2 separate regions of the Mus musculus genome follow, and region 2 is linked to region 1. A link is a contact called in public HiChIP or PLAC-seq data. All regions are on one chromosome and are shown on one strand. Each heading gives the region's core, a stretch centred on a gene start, on an enhancer-like site or on the middle of the called end of the contact. The rest is flanking DNA. Distances are from core to core; before and after follow the strand shown. Region 1 holds the start of Agxt (alanine-glyoxylate aminotransferase). Region 2 holds the start of Bok (BCL2-related ovarian killer).

What was found. HiChIP or PLAC-seq counts read pairs in DNA pulled down with a chosen protein or histone mark.
Region 2: a contact with region 1 is called in an H3K4me3 HiChIP or PLAC-seq map of stem cell-derived neural progenitor cells, with 5 times the contacts expected there. The contact joins the promoter of Bok here to the promoter of Agxt in region 1. A contact is called at or near these places in 9 of 39 promoter capture datasets (the HPC-7 cell line, cranial neural crest, embryonic stem cells and 5 more), 1 of 484 Hi-C or Micro-C datasets (liver), 2 of 115 datasets of contacts at active chromatin or transcription factors (pancreatic cancer cells and stem cell-derived neural progenitor cells) and 1 of 9 other capture datasets (embryonic stem cells).

Annotation. Positions count from the first base shown.
Region 1 is chr1:93,133,393-93,138,233 of GRCm38.p6, forward strand. It overlaps Agxt (alanine-glyoxylate aminotransferase), which reads left to right and starts at 1,848. Exons shown (of 11, transcript NM_016702.3): 1 at 1,848-2,132; 2 at 2,217-2,409; 3 at 3,903-3,967; 4 at 4,508-4,608. The coding sequence starts at 1,902.
Region 2 is chr1:93,683,084-93,687,699 of GRCm38.p6, forward strand. It overlaps Bok (BCL2-related ovarian killer), which reads left to right and starts at 2,492. Exons shown (of 5, transcript NM_016778.3): 1 at 2,492-2,771; 2 at 3,335-3,586. The coding sequence starts at 3,364.

The DNA.
Region 1 (4,841 bases), core at 598-3,097:
TGATAGCTTCTAGGGACTTGGTGGTGATGGCTGAATCCTATACTTGGAATGAAGGAGGGGATAACCTGGGGCTTGAAAGTTGGGCAAAGGTTTGGGTCTCTCCCAAGGGTCTATCACAGGCACAGGGTTCAGAGGTTGGCATCCACACCCTGCCTCCTCTCATGATGATATACAGGGCAGGGCCTCACCAAAGCAGGAAAGTGGGGGGGGGGGGGTTGTGTGGCCTCTTCAACTTCCCAGGGCCCTCAGTTCAGGGTGGCTTTTCCTCTTTAGAAGCCTGAGTTTCATTAATTCTTCCTAAATGTTGACCCAGCACACAGACACACACACACACACACACACAAACACACACACAGAGAGAGAGAGAGAGAGAGAGAGAAAGAGAGAGAAGCAGAGACAGAGATGGAGTAGAAACAGAGACAGAGAGCTGGTTAATTATGAGTGTGAACTTGACTCAAGAGACTTCTAACAGTGAGAGACATCCTTATGCCCAAGTTATCTGTAGTTGGTGAGCCTGAGGGTATGTGAGTGTGAACATGAGTTTGAATTGGTGTGTGTGTAAGAGCTGTTGTGAGCTGTGTATGACTATAGAGAGCTGAATGTGAGCATCTGTGTGTGTGAGTTGGCACATATGTAAGTGTGAGAATTTATGAGTTCTGTGTGTGTGAATGTGAGTTCTGTGAGTGTGACTTATGTGTGAGCATGAGAGGGAGGATGCAGTGGAGTACACACACACACACACACACACACACAAACTTGCTGAAATGAACCTGTCCCATCAGCCAAGCCAGGGACAGTAAATGCAGTCTCTGAGCCCCATTGGATCCCATACCCTGTTTTTTTATGTGACTAAAACACACACACACACACACACACACACACACACACACACGAGCACACATGCACATACATGTGAGCAATAAACACACACAAACACCCATGTACATGTGCTTGTGAACATGCAACACATAGATTCTTGGTAAAGATATTCCTTTACTGGAAGGCAGACTATAAACAAAACACTGTAGTTAGAATGTTATTCTATTCTGCATACAGTTGCTTTCTTTTCTCTCCCTCTCCAACTGCTGAGACTCAATGGACAGATTTGTTTGCCAGTATAAGAATATATCTGCAATTAACCATTTTTAGGTATTAACGTAAAAAATATGACATTTTGTCTTTGAAATCTTTTTAGGGGATTTATGTATTGATTTTTCTGACTTCAGGTGTGACTCTTTTATTACTTGGGAATTCCATACATGCGTGCAATGTGTTTTGGTGAAACCCACTTCTCTCTCACCTCTCCAATTCAACTTCTCCGTTACCCCCTCACTTTTCCATACCCAACTTCATGTGCTTTGTTTGTTTTCTTCCTAGGCAGCCAAATGCTCAACAAGAATGGAGCAGGGGCTCATGAGTCCCACCCATTCAAGGAGCTACTGGTGACTGGGGATGCTAGGGAGAGACAGAGGCTAGTCCATGCTGCAGTGGGTAACCTTACACCTTGCACATACAGGCAGCACAAAATGAATGAAGCTGTGTTGGAACACAGCCACACCCGGCCTGGCTGCCATGGAACCCTGTGCTCAGGTGGGCGCTTGCAATACATCGGACCTACAAGCCTCGGGCACTTGCTCTCTGACTCTTGAAGAAGTTTCAGACCCCTGGCTGGGCTGTGAGGGGACCCAGGGAGAGGGGTGTGAGGCTCTTCATACTGCTGTTCTTTGACAGGACACCAGAGGCTCCCCTCCCCCTGTGGAAAGCTCACACCTCCACTGTCCTGTCCACCCTGACAGAAGGACAAACATTGATCAGGGTTAAATTGACAATAAAAGGGCTGGAGAAACAGGGACTCATCAACCAGGCCTGGCCTCTGAGTTCAACGCAGAGCTAGCTGGGAAATGTTCCGGATGTTGGCCAAGGCCAGTGTGACGCTGGGCTCCAGAGCGGCAGGTTGGGTCCGGACCATGGGCTCGTATCAGCTGCTGGTGCCACCGCCAGAGGCCCTGAGCAAGCCCCTGTCAGTTCCTACGAGGCTCCTGTTGGGTCCGGGGCCCTCCAACCTGGCTCCCCGTGTGCTGGCGGCGGGAAGTCTGAGAATGATTGGCCACATGCAAAAAGAGATGCTTCAGGTAGGCCTTGGTGGCAGGAGCCTCCATCTAGGGGTGGTGATCACTCGGTAGCAGGCAGATCTGACCTGTGTGCCCACTGTCTAGATCATGGAGGAGATCAAGCAAGGCATCCAGTATGTGTTCCAGACCAGGAACCCCCTCACACTGGTTGTCAGCGGTTCAGGGCACTGCGCCATGGAGACTGCCCTGTTCAACCTCCTAGAGCCTGGGGACTCCTTTCTAACCGGAACCAATGGCATCTGGGGAATGCGGGCTGCAGAGATTGCTGATCGCATTGGTAAGGGAGAGTGGTCTGTGACCTCCTGTTATCCCTCCAGAGGCCTCCTGGGGGAATCCTGAAGGTATCTCAACCAGATCAGTGCCTGTTCCATCTGACTAGGCACTCCTTCCTGTGACCCTAATGCCTCCACCACCCCTGAATAGGATGCTGCCTCTTCCAGGGAGGCATCCAGGCATTCTCCCAGCCCTAGCAGACCGGCCTTGTCCAGTTAGGACAAGATTGTTTCTGAAATGTATGGAAGAGGTGTTACGGGGAACCCCCTGGTCTGAGCCCCAGCAGCTCTTAAGATCTTCAGGAAGACTGGAATTTCGGAGGCTGATTCTCTCCCCAAATCTCAGAGCCTTGGTTGTCTGTAAAATGCAGACCTAGCAACAGTTTTCCCTCCAGAGCCTGAGATGGAAGAGGGTAGGCGTACACCTAGACTTCTGCCAGACTCTGGCATTTGCAAATGGCCCCCATGGTTCACAGGTGCATGGTCACATGGTTGGTGGGCATCAGTCATCCAGGCCCAAAGCCACTCTTTGCCCTTCACTGAGACCTGGGTGGTTCAGGTTTGTCCCCTGCTAGGACTCTAGTGGTGAGCAGGTTCATGTGACATGGGACTCAGAGACAAGAATCAGGACAGGTGCTTGGGTCCCGGTGTTCCTAGATCCACAGGTCAAAGCCTGCTTCTTCCTCTCACCCTTCATCCAGCTGTCCATCAGGTGACATGGGATACCTGTGAATGGCACCAGGGGTAGGTAGGAAACCATACCGCCTGCAGTGCTCAAAGTTACCTCACATAGATAATATTTGTGTGATAAGGCTGCCAAGAGCCTCCTCAGCCTGAGGAGGTACACACACACACACACACACACACACACACACACACACACATACACCACCCCCACCACTGAAAAGCTCTGGGCTCAAAGCCCTGGAGGCCAGGACAGTGCTTGCATCTGTGGGAAAAGCAAGCCTCACAGAGCATGCTCCACTTCACCTGTGGTAAAGCCATGTGAGAGCCAGAATGAGTGCGGTCCCCCACACTATTTCTTGTGTATGTGTGTGTGTGTGTGTGTGTGTGTGTGTGTGTTAAATTTTTTTATTTGTTATTTTATTCATTTACATTTCAAATGTTGTTGCCCTTCCTGGTTCCCCCTCCACAACCCCCCATTCCATCCCTCCTCCCCTTTGCCTCTATGAGGGTGCTCCGCCTCCCACTACCCACTCCTGCCTTGCCAATTACACTGGGGCATCAAGCCTACACAGGACCAAGGGCCTCTCCTCCCATTGATGCCAGATAAGGCCATCTTCGGCTACATATATGGCTGGAGCCATGGGTCCTCCCTGTGTACTCTTTAGTTGGTGGTTTAGTCCCTGGGAGCTCTGGTTGATTCGGTTAGTTGATATTGTTCTTCCTATGGGGTTGCAGTCCCCTTCAGCTCCTTCGGTCCTTCCCCTCCCCCACACTATGTCTAACTCACCACCCATTCTGTCCCTGTCATCAGGAGCCCGTGTGCACCAGATGATCAAGAAGCCTGGAGAACATTATACACTGCAGGAGGTGGAGGAGGTACTGAGACACCGGAATCATCGTTGGTGGGGTTGGCTGGAATTCTGAGGCCTATGGCTTGACTTCTCAGTGTCTAAGACTGGCCAAAGGAGGGGCTCCTATACCCAGGATCAGTTTGGAAGTCTTCCTCCGTCTGAAAACAAAACGGAGTCTGGGATGCAGTCCTGTGGGCAGGGCCAGCCAGGCTGTGTGGAGTCAGGGAGGCATGACCTGTTACTGAACTCCAGGGTGGCAGCCCCTCAATATGGGTCAGGCCAGTCCCAACCTACAGACTGCAAGGCAGGCAAGATGCTGGTCACTCTTTTCTTCTTAGCCATGCTTTCCCCTCTGTTCCCTCCATCATCGTGCTTTGACAGAAAAGGGGTGAGGCACATCACGTGCCTATTTCTAAGTTGGCCTATCCAATTATGGAGGGAGCTAGATATATGTGGATGATCTTGGCCCTGCCCCCAACAAACCGATGTCCCACTGTAAGGAGCTGGCTGATCCAGACAGAGGTCTCCATCAGTCCTGCTCAGAGCTGTCACCTCTGTCCCTCAGGGCCTGGCCCAACACAAACCGGTATTGCTGTTCCTGGTCCACGGGGAGTCATCCACTGGCGTGGTGCAGCCCCTGGATGGTTTTGGGGAGCTCTGCCATAGGTAAGGCTGGCCTGGTATGGCAGTACCAGGGCAGAGCAAAGCCCAAAGCCTGGCTGGACGATGCTGCCAGGGAGCTGCAGGGCTATCAATGACAAGGTGTCCCAACTGCCACTGTCACATGGTATGGGTGGGTTTGCTCATACCAGAATGAATATGTGTCTTATCATCATTTTATCTGCTGAGGACCCAGAGGCTGGGATAGGACCAAGTACCCTGTAGCCAGATACCACTAC
Region 2 (4,616 bases), core at 1,242-3,741, 550 kb after region 1:
TGTGTGTATGTGTGGTATGTGATGTGTGTGTGGGGTATGTGTGATGTGTGTGTGGTGTGTGTGTGTATGTGTGGTATGTGATGTGTGATGTGTGTGTGATGTGTGTGTGTGTGTGTGCACTTGCTTACTTGAGTACTCGTGAGGAAGACTTCCATGGCCTTGTCTTGTTGAGAGTACAGCACAAAGGTCCTTTCCTTGCTCACAGATCTCCAGAGAAACCAGGAGTGTTGAGCATGAGTGCTTGTTTTTCCAGTGGGAAAGGTGAAAAAAAAACCTGTTCTTCCATCCAGAAACTTGGATTTGAATTGGAACCGGAAGTGATTAATAGCCTGGTGATCTGCCATACCTGTTGGCCCAGGGCATATCGAACTCCCACAATCAGGACTGGAGGTGGCTAACAGCACAAATGATCTCTATGCTATCAGTATAACTGAGATACAGAGCCTTCCTTGGGCTATCAGGCAAGTATAGCTACTGCTCACTCTGGCCCCGACCTCTCTGGCCATGTTTATTTCATATATGTGGGTGCACTGTCACTGTCTTCTGACACACCAGAACACTGCATCGGATGACCATTACAGATGGTTGTGAGCCACCCTGTGGTTGTTGGAAATTGAACTCAGGACCTGTGGAAGAGCAGATGGTGCTCTTAACTGCTGAGCCATCTCTCCAGCCCTAGAACCCATCTTGTTGGAATTAATGACAGGCACCCTGGGTCAAGTTCTGATGTAATTATGCTTCTGTGTGCCTCGGGGATTGGATTACAACAGGAAACTTTTTTCTTCAAATTATACTGTGATTAAACTAGTTGGTAATGAACTGCCTGAGATCAGACCAGGTTCATGAAGTCAATCTGAATCTGCTTTTTAATCCCCGTCGCGTCATTCTTGATTCCCTGCCCGGACACCTGCAAGGTCCCCTCATTCTCTAATGCTCTCCACATTATTTCCTAAGATGGGATCTGTTAGTGATACTTGAGCTAGGTTCCTGTCCTGCCAGTCCCAGGGATCTCCTCTTCTTTGCCCCAATAGCACTGGGACTTGTATGTGGTGATGCTGGGTTTTAACCTGGGCTTGTACTGTTTTTGTGACTGTTCACTTGAAAATATTTCCATGGTAGGACTGGAGAGGTGGCTCAGCGGTTACAAGCACTGACTGCTCTTCCGGAAGTACTGAGTTCAATTCCCAACAACCACATGGTGGCTCACAACCACTTATAACTGTAGTCCTGTGAGATCCAATGCTTTCTTCTTGTGTGCAGACATACATCCAGATAAAACACCCATCTACATAAAACACATAAATAAACCTTTTAACATTTTCATTGTGATTTATTATTTATTGCCTCATTATAAGTACGCTGTTTCATTTCCAAGCATTTGGAGACTTCCACTGGTTTTTCTGCAATTTAGCTTTAATTCAGAGAGTAATTACTGTATGATTTTGGTTCTTTGAAATTTGTTGACACTTGTTTATGGTTTCAGGTGTAGTCTATTTTGGTGTGCGTGTGTAGAATATGCATTTTATAGCTCTAAGTGAAGTGTTTTACTTACACAAACTAGGTCGAGTTAGCAAATCCCATTGTTGAGATTTTGCAGTTGGGTCCAAAGATGAAGGAGAAGACCAGAGTCTAGTAGATGATGTTGACTTTCTTGGAAATCGGTATGGAAAAAGGGAGCTCGGATTCACTGCCACACTGTTCACAACGATGTCTGTGATCCAGCATAGGTCTAAGTATGAATCCTAAAGTAACTAAGCTTCTGAAGACCGCTGTAGTCTAGTACTCCGGAGCCAGGGGCTGGGTGATTCCTGCAGGTTGGACCAGCTGGTCAACACAGAGCTCCAGACAAGCCTCTCTCTCTTTGTGAGTCTCTCTGTCTCTGCCTCTCTCTGTGTCTCTGTCTCTCTCCCTCCCTCCCCTTTTTCTGTCAAAGGGAAATACCCTAATGAGAGATAACTAACTACAAAAGATTATATATTGGATTGGATATAAATAAGTCCAGCTCATTAAAAGCAAAGCTAGACTTGAGTGGGAATGGATGGGTATTTGTAGTATCTTCAACCATGTACATACCCAAGTCTTCACCACACTCCAAAGGCTCTATTAAGCCAAGAATGCAGAATCTATTTTTAAATATTTACTTATTGTTATTTTTGTTTTGTGTATGAATGTTTGCCTGCCTCCATGTCTGTGAATCCCCGTGCATGCCTGGTGTCCTTGGAGATCAGAAGAGGGCATCAGATCTCCTACAACTTCAAGAATCCAGGATCTTTAAGGAGCCTCTATAAGACAATAAGGAAATATAAGTCAGCTCATTTTAAAATGGAACTTGGTGCGCCCCAGTGGGTTGGTGTCAGAGCTGGATGTTCTTCGCGCTGCCTGCCGGGACAGCTCCAGTCTGGCGGCGTTCCCGGGCGCATCCCGAGAACTTGTGCTGGCCTTTCTTAAACCAGGGAGGCGTTGGGCAGAGCTGGGCTGCGGCTCCGCCCCCGGGGGTTGCCGTTTCCTTAGAAGGCGAAGCCCTAAGCCTGGCTTCTCGCCCGCGGGGAGACCGCGGTACGCCTCCCGCACCCCTCGGGACCAGGACTTCTGCGAGCGCGCGGGAAGACCGGCGGAGCCTGTGCTTCAGCTCGGGTGTGGACGGGGCGGGCGCTGGGGCGGGGCGCGCGCTCGCGGGTTTGAATGGAAGGGTCTAGACCGCCGGAGACGGCAGCGAGCGGGTCCTGAAACCAGAACTCCACCGCCGCCCCGCGCGCCATGAGGCGGGAGAGGTGAGTCGGGCGGGCGTGGCGTCGGTGCCCTGGATGTAGCACCATGGGAACAGCGACACCGGGGACAAACACGGGCTCTGCGAGGTGCGCAGGTGCGTGGTCTCCGAGCCCGGGGACTGCCGCGCAGTTTGGAGCCTTCCTTAGGACCCCACTCGTCGGCAGGGAGGAGCCCGCGGGGTCCTGCTTGTCGGCTGGTCGCAGCAGGCTACTCTGCATCCTCTTCTCCCCCAAATTGGTCCTGGAGCCTGGGCGCTGTGATTAAAGAACCTATCGCCACTTCCCTGCGGTGTTTCCAACCCCTGACCACCGCTGGGATCTGCGAGATTTAATTTAGAACCTAAAAAGAACCCGAGACTTTTAAAAGATTTGGGGTGCAAAACGAGAGGCTATCGGAAACCGGCCCTTTTTGAGGGCGGCGCACAGCCAACCTCCTGTGTTGTTTGAATCGCGCACGCGGTGGGGACCGCTGTGCCTCGGGCCGCGCTTCTGGGTCTCCTCCCGTGGCGGGAGTCCTTTCGCCACCTGGCTGGAGGCGGTCCGGTCTGAACTCAGTCTATTCGTAGGTGTGGCGCCTCTCGCCCGCGCTTCGGCCATGGAGGTGCTGCGGCGCTCTTCTGTCTTTGCAGCGGAGATCATGGACGCCTTTGATCGCTCGCCCACAGACAAGGAGCTGGTGGCCCAGGCTAAGGCACTAGGCCGGGAGTACGTGCACGCGCGGCTTTTGCGCGCCGGCCTCTCCTGGAGCGCTCCAGAGCGTGCCTCGCCTGCCCCTGGAGGACGCTTGGCAGAGGTGTGCACAGTGCTGCTGCGCTTGGGTGAGTGTGGGGCACCAGCAGGTACCATCCCAGGCCGCCCCTCTATAGCTGGTTGGATGGGCCTGCCCGCAGTGTTTCAGGGTTCCCGGTACAGCTGTTCTGCACAGACATTCCCTTCTTGTGACATGACCAGCCCTTCTGCGGTTGTGCCTCACCCTCCCGCTGGCGCTGAGAGAGGAGGCGTGCGTGGGAGCCCAAATCTGTCTGGAATGGAGAGGGTGCAAGGATAGGCCACCCAGGCTGGCGCTGCTCTTTGTCCCCAGGCTTGTCTGCTTGCAGGCTCCTTTGTCAACCTCCCCCCTCCTGGTTCCTGCTTAGTCCAGATCACAGACACTCTTGCCATAAAACACAGAAAGCTCTGGAGGAGCAGTATTTTAGCAGCTAAACTTTATTGTGACCCTTGTACTCTGCTGGACTAAAAAATCCTTTGTGGTACCACGTGTCCCAATGTTTGTTTTGGAAAATAGGCCTTTCAGTTATTGGCCGAGGTCCGACACCCTCTGCAGTTTCCCTTGATGGGAAGGCCCCCCAGGGCCTTCTTGAAGAATATCTGGGACACTTGTTTCTGGGGGTCACACATAGCTAGCTAGCTCAGCAGCTTTCTTTAGCTCCTCTAAGGCCTGGATATGTGATGGGGAAGAACCCTTGATCCTGGACGGTTCACATTAGCATAGCCAGGTTGGGGCTTGGGTCTGTAAGGTACTGCGAAGTGATAGCAGAGACAAATAAATGGGGGAGTGGGTGTGCATTCTCCTGGTTGGAGGGAGCCCTGTAAGACCTGGCTTCCTGGGAGATGTGTGCACACATGCTGTTTTATACAGACTCCACATCTTCGTATTGGGCTGGCCTCAAGGAGCAGGGCTGTGTAAACCTGGCCTGTTCAAGAGTTAGAGGGAGGTGGAGTCCATTCAGTCTGAGTTGGGTTCTCAGGAGGGCTGTGCATGGACAGAAGGGGGCTATCTCTGGGTATGTGGAAGGTGTGAATGAGAGGTTTGGTTGGGTAAACTTGGCAGACAAAAGGAGACCATTG